2 separate regions of the Anas platyrhynchos genome follow, and region 1 is linked to region 2. Evidence: chromatin contacts called from public Hi-C data. All regions are on one chromosome and are shown on one strand. Each heading gives the region's core, a stretch centred on a gene start, on an enhancer-like site or on the middle of the called end of the contact. The rest is flanking DNA. Distances are from core to core; before and after follow the strand shown. Region 1 has its middle 33 kb from the start of METTL27. Region 2 holds the start of ELN (elastin).

Region 1 (5,788 bases), core at 2,446-4,945, 59 kb before region 2:
GCCGGGATGGGATGGGATGGGACGGGATGCCCAAAGTGTGTCAAGCCCCATGGGCCCATCTCCAGCCCCCTAAGGTGCTCGTGGCAGCAAGCAGAGGTTGGGCTGAGATGAGAGCTGGTGCTAAGGGACACATTCCTGATACTGAAGAGGGATGTAGGGAATGAGCAGCTGGGAAGCCTGGAAAATACTCTATCAAGGCACTATGTGTTGCTTGCTGAGGGGTACAGCTACACAACATTTGAATCCCTGGCCTCTGCCAAATCAGTGCTGCAAAGCAGTACCAGAGCTGCTGCTGCCCTTTGGGCTCTTGGTCACAGTCAAGGAAAATCCCACCATGAGAACCAGAGAGGAACTTTGCAGTGACATTTAGGATGTTATTTAAAGGAGAAAGTCATGAGTAAGTCTGATGAACTAGATGTTCATTTATAAAGATAAATACTGCATAGTATTCATTTAAATATTTTTAAATATTTTGCCAGCTGCTGATCAAAAATCAAAGTAGCCTTGAAAAATGTACAAGACTTGTGAGAAACTGAGCTCGGAGCCCCAGAGGACACATTTCCATGCGGCGTGCTTCCAGACAGGCACAGTCCTGGGGAAGATGTGGTCTGTGCTGGCTGGCCTCCCTACACCATACCCTGCCCTGGGCTTTCCACTGCACTAGAGGCTTGCACCTGGCAATGTCCTCTTGCCAGCTGCTGGGGCAGGGCACGGTGTACAGCCCCCGGTGCCATTCCTCCAGTTCACATCAAGGCAAGACTCAATGCAATGATCTGCCTCAGTACCCAGACGTGCCCCCAAGGGTAGAGCCTGGTGCTCCAGCTCCTTGTTCCCAAAAGGCCATGCCAGTGGGACTGTCTGCCCGTGGGGCTGGCAGTGGGTCCCAGCAGGGCTCCAGCATGGTCTCCTGGTCCTCTGTGACCTCATGGATGGAAAGGACTGAGCCCACTCTGTGCTATCTCTGGTGCTGGGTGATGTCCACGGTGTTCCATCTTACTGCTGACCACTAGCCCTGCTTCACAGGCTACAGCACCAGTAGGATATGGGGTCACCACAACAGGGTGCCCCTGCACCCCACAACAGCAGCAGGACATGGTGGATCTCACAGGCAGCACTCCTGGCTGTGACCCCCTGTTAGGGACAAGGTGTTCCTCCGGAAGGTGCATGTCCTGAAACCTCCTGTCCTGGTGCCTTAGCGACCTTGGCACTTGGTTATCTGGGTCCCTTATCTTGGCGCCCCACCTAGCATGATGCTGACCATGGTCACCCTGGTGCCAAGGCCATGGGTGAGTCCTGGTGCCAAGGCCCAGTGCCAGCCCAAGCACCACTGCTCAGGGACAATTGGAGGAAGCTGTGTCCCTTGGCAAGCCCTGAGATTTCTTCTGGGAGTGACATGGCTGGGACCATGCTTGTTAACATGGGCATGGGTCACACACACCTCCCAGGGGCACCCAGACAAGCTCGCACTGAGAGAGCTGTGTCCATGCACACACGTGTGTGCAGAGAAGGAGGCACAGTGTTGTGTGCACGCAATCTGCGTGTGCTCACACACTGGCACACGGGTGCCCTCGTGCTGTGCAGCCAGGCTGTGTGCTCAGGGGAGGTGCCATGGTGAAGCACCTCAGCATCTTCTGCTGGCACTCAGCTCCTAAGAGCCCTCAAACCTGCCCAGGCTCTTTGCCACCCCTCCACTGCCTCTGAAACTTGGGTGCCACAGGGTTCCTGGGTGCCACAGGGTTCCTGGGTGCCACCCTGCCTTGCCCCACCTCTGCTCCCTGCAGAGCTCCCTGCTCGGTGCTGCATGTCTGTGGGGTGCCTGCGGTGCTTGGAGGAGGCCGGAGCAGTGCAGACGTGCACGACAAGCTCCTTATAAGGCTGGAGATACGCGGGCGGCCGCTGCTTTCCCAGGCAGCCAGGAGTTCCTAGAAGTTAGCTTCTGGTGCCAGAGACCAAGTCCTGGAGAGCTGCGTGGGCCAGCCTTCCTGGAAGGAGTCTCTGGCTGCGGCAGCGCCCGCCTTGTGCCAGCTCTTGCCCTGCCATGCACTGCCCTGGTGGGGGTGGCTGTGCTCCCTGCGTGTTCCCCTGGGCCATGGCTGCGCATGTGGAAAGCCCTGGCATGGCCAAGGCTGGCACCCAGCTCTCCATCCCAGCCCAGCCCCTGCAGACGCGTGGACAAGAGCCATCGCCATCGCCATCGCCATCCATGTCCCCAGCCCCAGCCCTAAGCCACTGCTGGCCCCATTCCCCAGCCAGGAAAACCCCAGGCTTGAGCTCAAGTGTGTCCGGTGGCTGATAACATCCACAGCTTGTAGCCGTGCAGCTCCTGCTCATGCCTTGCATCCTCCTGTTCTACCAGCAGCACTGTGGGTCCTTCCAGCTTCCTTGAATTGGGTAAAGGTGTCTCCTGCTGCTGGCATCTCCCCACGACTTGAGAGCTGTCCCATTTGCCTTGACACCACCATGTGCTCAGGACACCCAGTGTGCATCCTCCATGGGTCCATCTTGTGTCCAGTGGCACCTCCAGTCCCACATGGACACCTGAAAGGTGTCTGTTCCCCATCTCGGGCATCCCTGACACTTACAGACCACTTCCATCCCCTGACATAGCTCAGTTGCTCTGTGCAGACTGTGTCCCCTCCTCCAAGTGGCCAAGATGTCCCCACTGACAGCATCAGTTCAGCATGTGCCTGGACAGGAGATGGCCATGAGATGATGGGCAGACTCCAGGACCTCAGGGAAGTGTGCGGACACCTGTGCACAGCTCCACCACTGGTCTGTGCATCCCAGAAGAGGGCATGTGGTGGACAAGCACCAGCACAGAGGTGGCAGGTCCCAACCCCAAGCATCCCAGCTCCTTGATCTGAGGATCCTGACTTCTGTGACCCCAGAATCCTTTTGACCCTTTGATCCTCGTGACATGGCCACCCATTGTTGCTGGCTTAGGGTGACATCTGCAGAATGCCTTTCTCCTGGGGGCTCCCACCAAAGCCTTATGTGGCCCACATGATCGGCCCTAAGCACAAAACCTTCCTGCAGTGTCACATCGCGCCAACTTTCCCTTACTCCAGTCGTCAATGCCATTCACCTGCTGCTGTCCTGAGACCTCCTGACCTTTGTGTCCCTCACTGTGCCTCTTGTTCCCCAGAGATCCAGATGATTTTGACCCAAAACTGTGTTGTGTCTGCTAGCTGCCTGGCCTGCTGCTCCAGCACAGTCTGTCCTCTCCCTTTCCTCTCCCTTATAGCCTAGATGATCCCGTGTCACCCGCCTCCTTCTCCAGCCTTCCTAGCAATTACCTTGTCTTTAAAAAAAAAAAAAAAAAAAGAGCTTTGTTGATTTTTTTAAAGGTGCCAAGTCAATCTGGTACAGTCTATCCCTGATAAACAGCCCTCCCTCAGGGCCTCTTGGGACCAGAAATAGCACAGGGGCTGGACCCGCTCAGAGCAAACATTCCTCCCCACACACGCATGTCTGCTTCCCCTGGCTGCCGTCCATCCGTCTGTCCATCTGTCCGTCCCCTGAGAGCAGCAGCACCTCGGGGCACCAGTGCCACTGTTGCCTCCCGCAGGTCCCAGTAGTGGCAGTGCCCAGGGAGGGACATGAGCTCACCGTTCCTGCAGAGGAAACCCTGTACTAACTAACAAGTGTCACTGAGTCACAGCAATCCCCCGGTGGCAGCCAGCAGTGCCCTGCAGGTCTGGGCCACCCAGCCCGGTGGTGCTGATGTGGCCCCAGCTGTCACAGCGTGGCTGGAGCACCTTGGGGTGTGCTGCGTGCTGCGGCCACCTCCTGGGGACACGGCTGCTGCGGGACAGTCCTGCTCCTGCAGTGGGGACCAGCTGCTCGCTGTGCCCTGTGCCCCTGTACTTGTGGCTGCCCCAAGCTCTCCTGCCTCCATCTTGCTCATCCCTCAAAGCAGCAGACACAGGGCAGGGGCAGTATCGTGACCCTTCTAAGTTGGGTGAAGGGAAGCAAAGCACCGTGTGTGGGTGCCATAAGGCTCACAGAATCCCAGCACGGCTGAGGCAGGCAGGGACCTCTGGATCCTTCAGAGACAACCCTGCTCCAGCAGGGCCACCCAGAGCAAGGTGCCCAGGACCACCTGCAGGTGGCCTTTGCAGATCCCCAAGGAGGAGACTCCAGCACCTCTCTGGGCAGCCTGTGCCAGTGCTCGGTCACTGCACAGCACACAAGTGCTGCCTGGTGCTCAGAGGGAGCCTCCTGTGCCCCTGTTTGGGCCCACTGCCTCTGGTCCTGGCACTGGGCACCACCGAAAGGAGCCTGGCTCCGTCCTCTTTGCACCTTCCCATCAGGTATTTACGGGCATTGATGAGGTCCCCCTGAGCGTGCTCTTCTCCAGGCTGAGCAGTCCCATCTCTCTCAGCCTCTCCTCACAGCAGAGGGCTCCAGGCCCTCCAGCACCTCCGTATCCCTTTGTTGGACTCCCTCCAGTAGCTCCAGGTCTCTCTCCTACTGGGGAGCCCAGCACTGGACACAGGTCTCCAGGTGTGGCCTCGCCAATGCTGAGTGGAGAGGAAGGATCACCTCCCTCCACCTGCTGGCAGCACTTTGGCTAATGCAGCCCAGGATACCATCAGCCTTCTTTGCCCAAGGGCACGCTGCTGGCTCATGGCCAGCTTGGTGCCCACCAGGACCCCCAGGGCCTTCTCTGCCAGGCTGCTTGCCAGCTGGGTGCCCCAGCCTGTCCTGGGAATTCCCTGGAGCCCAGGAACATCCCTGCCCTCGTCTGGTGATCATCTCCCTGTGCTCTGCGCTGGTGAGGCTGCACCTCGAGTGCTGTGTTCAGTTTTGGGCCCCTCACTACAAGAAGGACATTGAGGCCCTGGAGCATGTCCAGAGAAGGGCTGTGAAGCTGGTGAAGGGCCTGGGACACAAGTCCTGTGAGGAGCACCTGAGGGAACTGAGGGTGTTTGGTCTGGAGAAGAGGAGGCTCACAGGGGGGCTTATTGCTCTCTGCAACTGCCTGAAAGGAAATTGTGGGGAGCTGGGGGTTGGCCTCTTCTCACAGGTAACTAGTGATAGGACCAGAAGGAATGGCCTCAAGTTGTGCCAGGAGAGGTTTAGGTTGGAAATTAGCAGACATTTATTCTCAGAAAGAGCAGTCAGACATTGAATGGGTTGCCCAGGGAGGTGGTGGAGTCACCGTCCCTGGGGGTGTTTAAAGAAAGGTTGGACCTGGTGCTTAGGGACATGGGTTAGTGGGTGATGGTGGTGGTAGGGGGATGGTTGGACCAGCTGATCTTGGAGGTCTTTCCCAACCCTAATGATTCTATTATTCTATGATTTTATGTGGTGTTTGCCTCCTTTGCCCTGTGTTGGGAGAGTTCTGGGAGCCAGAAGAGGAAGGGACAGTACCTACTGCCCACCCCAGGACCTCGGCTCCCCAGAGCACATCCCACTGCTCCCTGGGGACAGTCCTCTTCTTCTGGAGGGGAAGGGCTCCTGACACAATCAGTGTCCTAAAGCACCACTGATGTGACTGTGAGAATACAGAGATGGAGCACCCAGGCCCTGCCCACCACATCTCTGCACATTGAACAGAGAGGAGGACTCAGAGGCCAGCGCTCCGTTCCTGCTGGCTCAGCGAGTCCCACTGCTGTGTGATTGCTTCTCCACAGACATTAGCAGCTGGGCTCGATGATCCTTGTGGGTCCCTTCCAACTCAGGATACTGCTTGATTCTGTGATTTTTATGGCTCTTCTTGGAGCTTTCATCCAGCCAGCCTCCCCTGTGAAGGCCACATGAAGAAGTGAGCCCAGCGCCCGGT
Region 2 (5,859 bases), core at 613-3,112:
CAAAGCTGCTCTGCACTGTTCTGTCTGTTCCTGGGCTGCTGCCCTTGCTGGAGCACAGAGAGCTTGTGTTTAACAACCGTGCGTCTCCTTCTTCGAGCACTACATCAATCAGCAGTGAGCATTCAGCTCAGCCAGCCCGGCTGTGCACGCTGCATTGTGGGGTGCTCCTTCACATCTCCCCTCCCATCCCCGAAACTGCAGCCCAGAGCCTTTTGTGGGGCTGTAGGTGAGCACAAGATGGGTGCCTGTGCAGAGTCCCAGCAGCTCCTGCATGGCCCCCTGCACCTCAGTGTGTTCCAGCACTGGGTGTGTTATTCAGTTTTCACCCCCTGGATTTCTGGGGGCTGCAGCCATCAGCACTTTCTCTAAAATAAAGTTGGAGCTGAGATAATGCAAGTGGCCGGGCCAGGAAGGGGAGCAAGGATGCAGCTCACGTCTTCAAGTGGGCATCCAGGCTGGGGACCTCGCACCTCTCGCAGGGAGATGGGTGGATTTGCAGATTATTTGTGCTCCCAAAAGTTTCTAAAAAAGTTTCTAAAGCCGTGGAGGGAGTGCATGGAGCTGAGGGGCACAGGCCCACGAGGGAGGGGGGGTGCAGATGGGGCATTTCCCTGCACCTGCTCCCTGTCCCCGAGCTCGTCGTGAGCACCTCGAGGTGCCCCGTGCTGCGTCTGGGTTTGCGCCCTGGGGTCAGAGCCGGGTCCAGCACAGCCGGGGCTGCACCCGGGGTGGGGGGATCGGCCTGGAAGCGGGGGGGACACGCGGTTTTGCCCCGGAGCAGCCATGCTCGGCTGCACGCTGGCCAAGAACCCCCGCTCCGGGGCCTGGGGGCCGCGGTGTCTGTCGGCGGCCGGGCCTCGGGGTGAGCGCCGTGTCCCCAGGACACCCCGTCCGGGGAGGGGGCCGGGCCGCGCTGTGCCCCCCCGGCCGGACAGCCCCGGGCGCAGACGGCTCGTTTTTCCGCGAATTCCCCGTCCTGTCCTCCTGGCCGACACCCCACGGCTGCCACCTAACGGCCACCAAGGGCCGAGCGGCGGGGACACGGCGGGCGGTGGCCGCGGCGGCGGGGCCGAGCCGAGCGCACGGCGGCTGCGGCCCGAACCCGCGGGTCCCCGCCGCCTCCCCGAGCCCCAGCGCGGGCCCTGTCGGGGCCGGGACCCCTCGGGGAAGAGCAGGGGAAGCGGGGCCGGTCCCTGTCCCCGTCCCTGTCCCCGTCCCGGTCCCGGTCCCGGTCCCTGTCGCCACCCCTGTCCCCATCCCCATCCCCGTCCCAACCCATCCCCGGCCGCTGCAGGTATCGGGGCGCTGGGGACAAACAAGCGGGGACCGAGCTGGGAGAAACCCCAACGCCACAACTGCGGCACTTCTCGGCCGCCCCCCGTCAGCTCGTTTCTAACGCCGCTCAGTCCCCCCGCCTGCCGTCCCTCCGTCCCCCCGCTGCAGGCGGGTCCTCACCTGGCACCCGAGCACGCTCCGGGGGACGCTCCGGGCCCCCGCCGTGCCGGGGCAGCCCCCACCCCTGCACCCCTGCACCCCGCCGCTGGCCCGGTGCCACCCGGGGTGTGCCACCCCCGTGCCACCCCGGCCCGGCCCCTCCGCTCCCCTCCGCGCCCCTCCGCTCCCCTCCCGCCGGAGGCTGCCTTGGCAGCTCCCCTGCAATTTTGGCAGAGCCGCACCAGAATTGGAGAGAGCGGCGAGGGAGAGAAATTACAAAAAAAAAAAAAAAAAAAAAAAAAAAAAAAAGGAAAGAAAAAGGAAAAAAAAATACAGCCCAATAGCCTGGAGAGGCTTGTGTGTTTGCCCTTTCGTCATGACGTAGTGTCCTGTGCCTCTCTCCCCCCTTCTCTCGTTCCTTTTCCCCTCCCTCCTTCCAACCCCCACACCCCCCCTTCCCCTCACATCCTTGGAAGCAACAATTAAGCAGCTCTGGGATAAAACACACTGACTGCGAGAGCACGGGGGCATTGCTTCAAGAGATGGCAAAGCAGGCAGCTGCACCCCTCCTTCCCGGAGTCCTCCTCCTCTTCTCCATCCTCCCGGCTTCCCAGCAAGGAGGTAAGGAAAGAAAAGGCTCCTTCCCCTTAGCACAGGGAGGCTCTGCCCGGACCTCCCCATCCTGCCCCGGCTGAGGAGGGACGAGCAGCCCCTGCCCTGCCTTGGGGACAACCGGGGGCGGCAGGGCAGCCCGCCTGGGTGCCACCTCCCTGGAGGGCTCCTTGCTCCCCGCATGCATTGCCCAGGCAGGGTGGGATGGCACCCGGGGGGACGCTCAGCTCTCCGGGGCAGCACTGCCAAGCACTTTCCGGGGGGGCTCCAAGGCACCGCATCCTGCCCAGGCACTGGGGATGTGCAGGCAGGGTGAGCACTGCAAGTGCCAGGGGCCGGGGGGCTGACCCCCATCGCCCTCCCGGTGTATATCCCGGTGTGGGCTGGGGGTGTGTGTGTGTGTGTGCATCCCGCAGCCCATGTGTGCAAGCTGCTGCGTGGTGGCCGTGGCAAAGCCCCCAGTTGGGCACCGCTGCAGAGCACCATGGCCCAGGACTGCGGTGCCTGGTCTGGCCCCTGCGCCGTCCTCTTGTGCTTGTGTCACCGGTGTCGGGGTGGCTGTGTGTGTCCCCAGTGCCACCCAGACCCCGGCTGGGCAGCACTGGCCGCAGCGGCTGCGTGGCACCTCTGGCACACACACATGCACGTGCATGTGCCAGGGCAGGGGACAAAAGCCACCGTGTGCCGGGGAGCCCCCCTGTGTCCCGCTGCACTGCGGGAGGGAGCCGGAGCAGCTCACGCAGCAGGTGCCTGCCCACGGGACAGCTCGTGTTTCGTGGCGGGGCCGTGAGCACGCAGAGGGGAGAGCTGCTCCCAGCACAGACGTGGAGCTGCCCACAAGGGCAAAACTGGGCAAAGGGCTGCGAGGTGGGGACGGCGTGCTTCGGGGTGGGACAGTCACCTCTGCTGGGGCTGGGTTGAAGGGGGACAGTGCCTGTCTGCCTGCACGGGGAAAATGCAATGGCTAAAGGGGGAGAGGCAGCAGCAGTGATGGGGACAGTGCCAGAACCATTGCATGGGGCCAGCGGAGTGGGGACAAGGCAGGATCCCATGGGCAGGGGAGGGCAGTGCCAGTGCTGAGCCACCCAAGGCAGAACCCTCGGGGCTGCTGTTGGCAGCCAGCAGTTCCGTCCACCAGCGCCCTGCTCTGCTCCCAGGACCCTGGCCCCCGGCTGGCCTGTCCCCTGCCATGTGCACAGGGTCACCCCCAGCAGTGCCGAGCCAGCACCCATGGAGCTGAGCTGCTGTCAGTGCCTGATCCTGAGTAGCTTGGGACCCAGGAGCCATCCCTGATGGGATGCAGCTCAGTCCTGGCCACTCTCCGTGCCTGGCAGTGATGCTCTTTGCTGGCTTTGCTTAACCACGGTGGCTTTGCTCACCAGCTCTCACGAAATTGCCATTTGGGGCAGTCTCAGTGACTTTGGCCCCAGGGTCAGATCCCACAGTGTCTGGGGCTGCTGGGCCCCACTCCAGACTCTGGCTGCAGGGGTGGTTGCTGCTTTGGGAAGCAGCTCGCTGAGGAGTGGGTGTTGGAGGTGGTCCCAGAGCTGCCGGGGACACTGGAGAACATTTCCCCGTGGAGGAGTGACCGATGTCCCTGCAGCCTGGAGTGCTGCTTTGGACCGGACAGGCTCAGCTCTGCTCAACCAGCCTTGGGGGCCGAGCTGGGACAGGGGCATGGCCAGTGGCACCCACAAGGGTGGTGGGGGTGCACCCACCCAGAGGGAGCTCAGTCAAGGGGGTGAGCTGGTGGCATTTGGGAGGCTCCCAGCAGTGGATTGGGCTCAGCCCCTGCTGCTTTGCACCCCTCTGGGCTGCAGGGTTGTTCGTGGCCCATGGGCCGGATTCAGGCGGCTGCACGGGGAGGCTGCTGTAAGAGGTGCCAAGTGTGGCGTTTGGAGGGGGGCACCCATCCTTCAGTGCTTCCCGGGGAGTGACACCCCAGGGATGACAGAGGGACATGGGGGTCCCAGCCCTGCAGGCTCAGGGGCACAGGAGCAGCTGGGCTGGGCAAAGAGGTGCTGGCAACGGGTACAAAAGTCAGCTCATGGCACCTTCATCTCCACCAGGCATGGCCCAGACAAGGCCACCAGGAGGGTTTGTCAGATCTCTGTGTCACCGTGTGTGCTGGGGACCGTCCCAGCTGCGATGGCATCTCCCCTCCCCGCCGCCGCAGCAGCCTGGCGGGGCTGCTCCCTTTGCAGGAGCCGCAGGGTGCAGGCTGTCCGCAGGCACCCGGAGATGAAAGCTCTGAAAGCTGAGGCTTGGGGGCTGGATGGGAGCCAGGCTCTGGAGGCTGCCTCCCGCTCTCCCGTTAGCTCTCGCTCCCGCCTGGCCTCCCGAGCTGCTACCAGTGGGCTCGGGACACGGCACGACTTCAAAGTTGCCTGGAGACTGCGTGTTTCCAAAACCCATTCTCCCAAAAAAGCACACAGCAAGAGGGAAACGTCTGCCTCAGCTGAGCGCTGAGCCTCCCGCGGGAAGAGGTCGGGGGGGTCTATGGAGGCGCGGGGCTGAGGACACGGGGCAGGGGGCTGAGCTGCAGTGGAGCCCAGGCTGTGCATGTCCGTCCTGCTGTGGGTCCTCAGCCCGCTCTTGGATGTGGGAGGAAATAAGCTGTAGAATACAGAAACCATCTGCATTTCTCACTTGGACTGGAATCTGCAAGTAACACTGCAGGTAGTGGAAATGGAATAATAGAAGTAGTGGTCAGGCTGAAATAGTGCAGCTGTAGTAGTGACCAAACAGTACGGGAATATGGAAGAAAAAGCCTATTTTCTATAAACAACGCCCCACTCCAGGTTCTGAAGCACCTCCATGGGTTATCACCTGCTGCAGCCAGGGCTGTACATTCAGATGCAAATTCTTGGAAAGCTTTGGAAATAGAGCCCTGGGGTGCAGGGTCCAGTCAAGCCCTAGCCCTGTGGGGAAAAAAGGGGATGAGGGAGAAACCCTCCCTTCCCAGCCTGCCAGCAGCCTCTGAGCAGGAGCAAACACAGGGCAGGGACCTTCAGCCCCAGCAGGGCTGTGACTCAGTTTCCCCATCCCTGATGTGCCAAGGAGAGGGCAGAGGGCCCCCATGCCAGGATCTGACCCCGAGCCAGGTGATGGGCAGCACTTCCCTCCTCCCTGCAGGGTATGGGACAAGTGCAGTTGTGGTGACACAGCCCTGGAGCCATCCCCGTAGCCCTGGTGCAGCATCTCCGGGTGTGTGGGTCCAGCCAGAGCGTGGAGCTGACCAAGTTTGGTGTCAGAACTGGCTGGGAGCAGCATCCTGCAGAGCTCCTGAGCAACAGCCTCATCTCCCCCAGATCCACACAGCCATCCTGGCTCGTGTCAAGGCAGGTGGTCCCCATCCACCTCCTGACCTGACCTGGAGGGGGCTGGTGAACCCCCGGACACCAGCACCTCCTCTTTAACCCTCCAGAACACGCATGGCCATGAGGCACTGGGACTGTGTGGAGCTGAGATGGGAGAGGCACGCAGGGCTGAGCACGGCCTCTGCAAGCCCCCTGGGGAGTCCCAGGGCAGGTGTCCCATGGGCCTTTATGTCCCCGCACACCCTGTGAGGACTGTGAGCTGCACAGCCTCCTCCCGGCTTCTCCGGGGGGCTCCGCCAGGCAGCAATGGGGCAGGGGTCCGGGGGCTTCCCAGGGCACCCAGCATCCCCCCTGCCAGCAGCGGGGTGCAGCCTGGCCACGGGGACTGCTCCTGGGGACGCTGTGTGGAGTGTCCACGCAGCTGGCTGTGGCCATCCCCTCCCGGCGGGGCGGGCCAGGGAGGCTGGGCGATGTGCGGATGATGTTTGGGAAC

Evidence for each region. Hi-C and Micro-C count contacts between places; a contact is called where the count stands out from the background.
Region 1: a contact with region 2 is called in a Hi-C map of skeletal muscle, with 1.7 times the contacts expected there. The contact joins the enhancer-like site here to the promoter of ELN in region 2. A contact is called at or near these places in 3 of 8 Hi-C or Micro-C datasets (liver, skeletal muscle and small yellow follicle).

Annotation. Positions count from the first base shown.
Region 1 is chr20:10,903,203-10,908,990 of IASCAAS_PekinDuck_T2T, reverse strand. No RefSeq gene overlaps it. Among named protein-coding and RNA genes, the nearest start is that of METTL27, 33 kb to the left of the region's middle. Within about 2 kb of position 3,695, at least 2 of the 8 cell types and tissues checked have an H3K27ac peak or open chromatin away from gene starts, as enhancers often do. A contact at or near this core is called in small yellow follicle, where this site is marked.
Region 2 is chr20:10,841,980-10,847,838 of IASCAAS_PekinDuck_T2T, reverse strand. It overlaps ELN (elastin), which reads left to right and starts at 1,862. Exons shown (of 34, transcript XM_072026020.1): 1 at 1,862-2,055. The coding sequence starts at 1,977.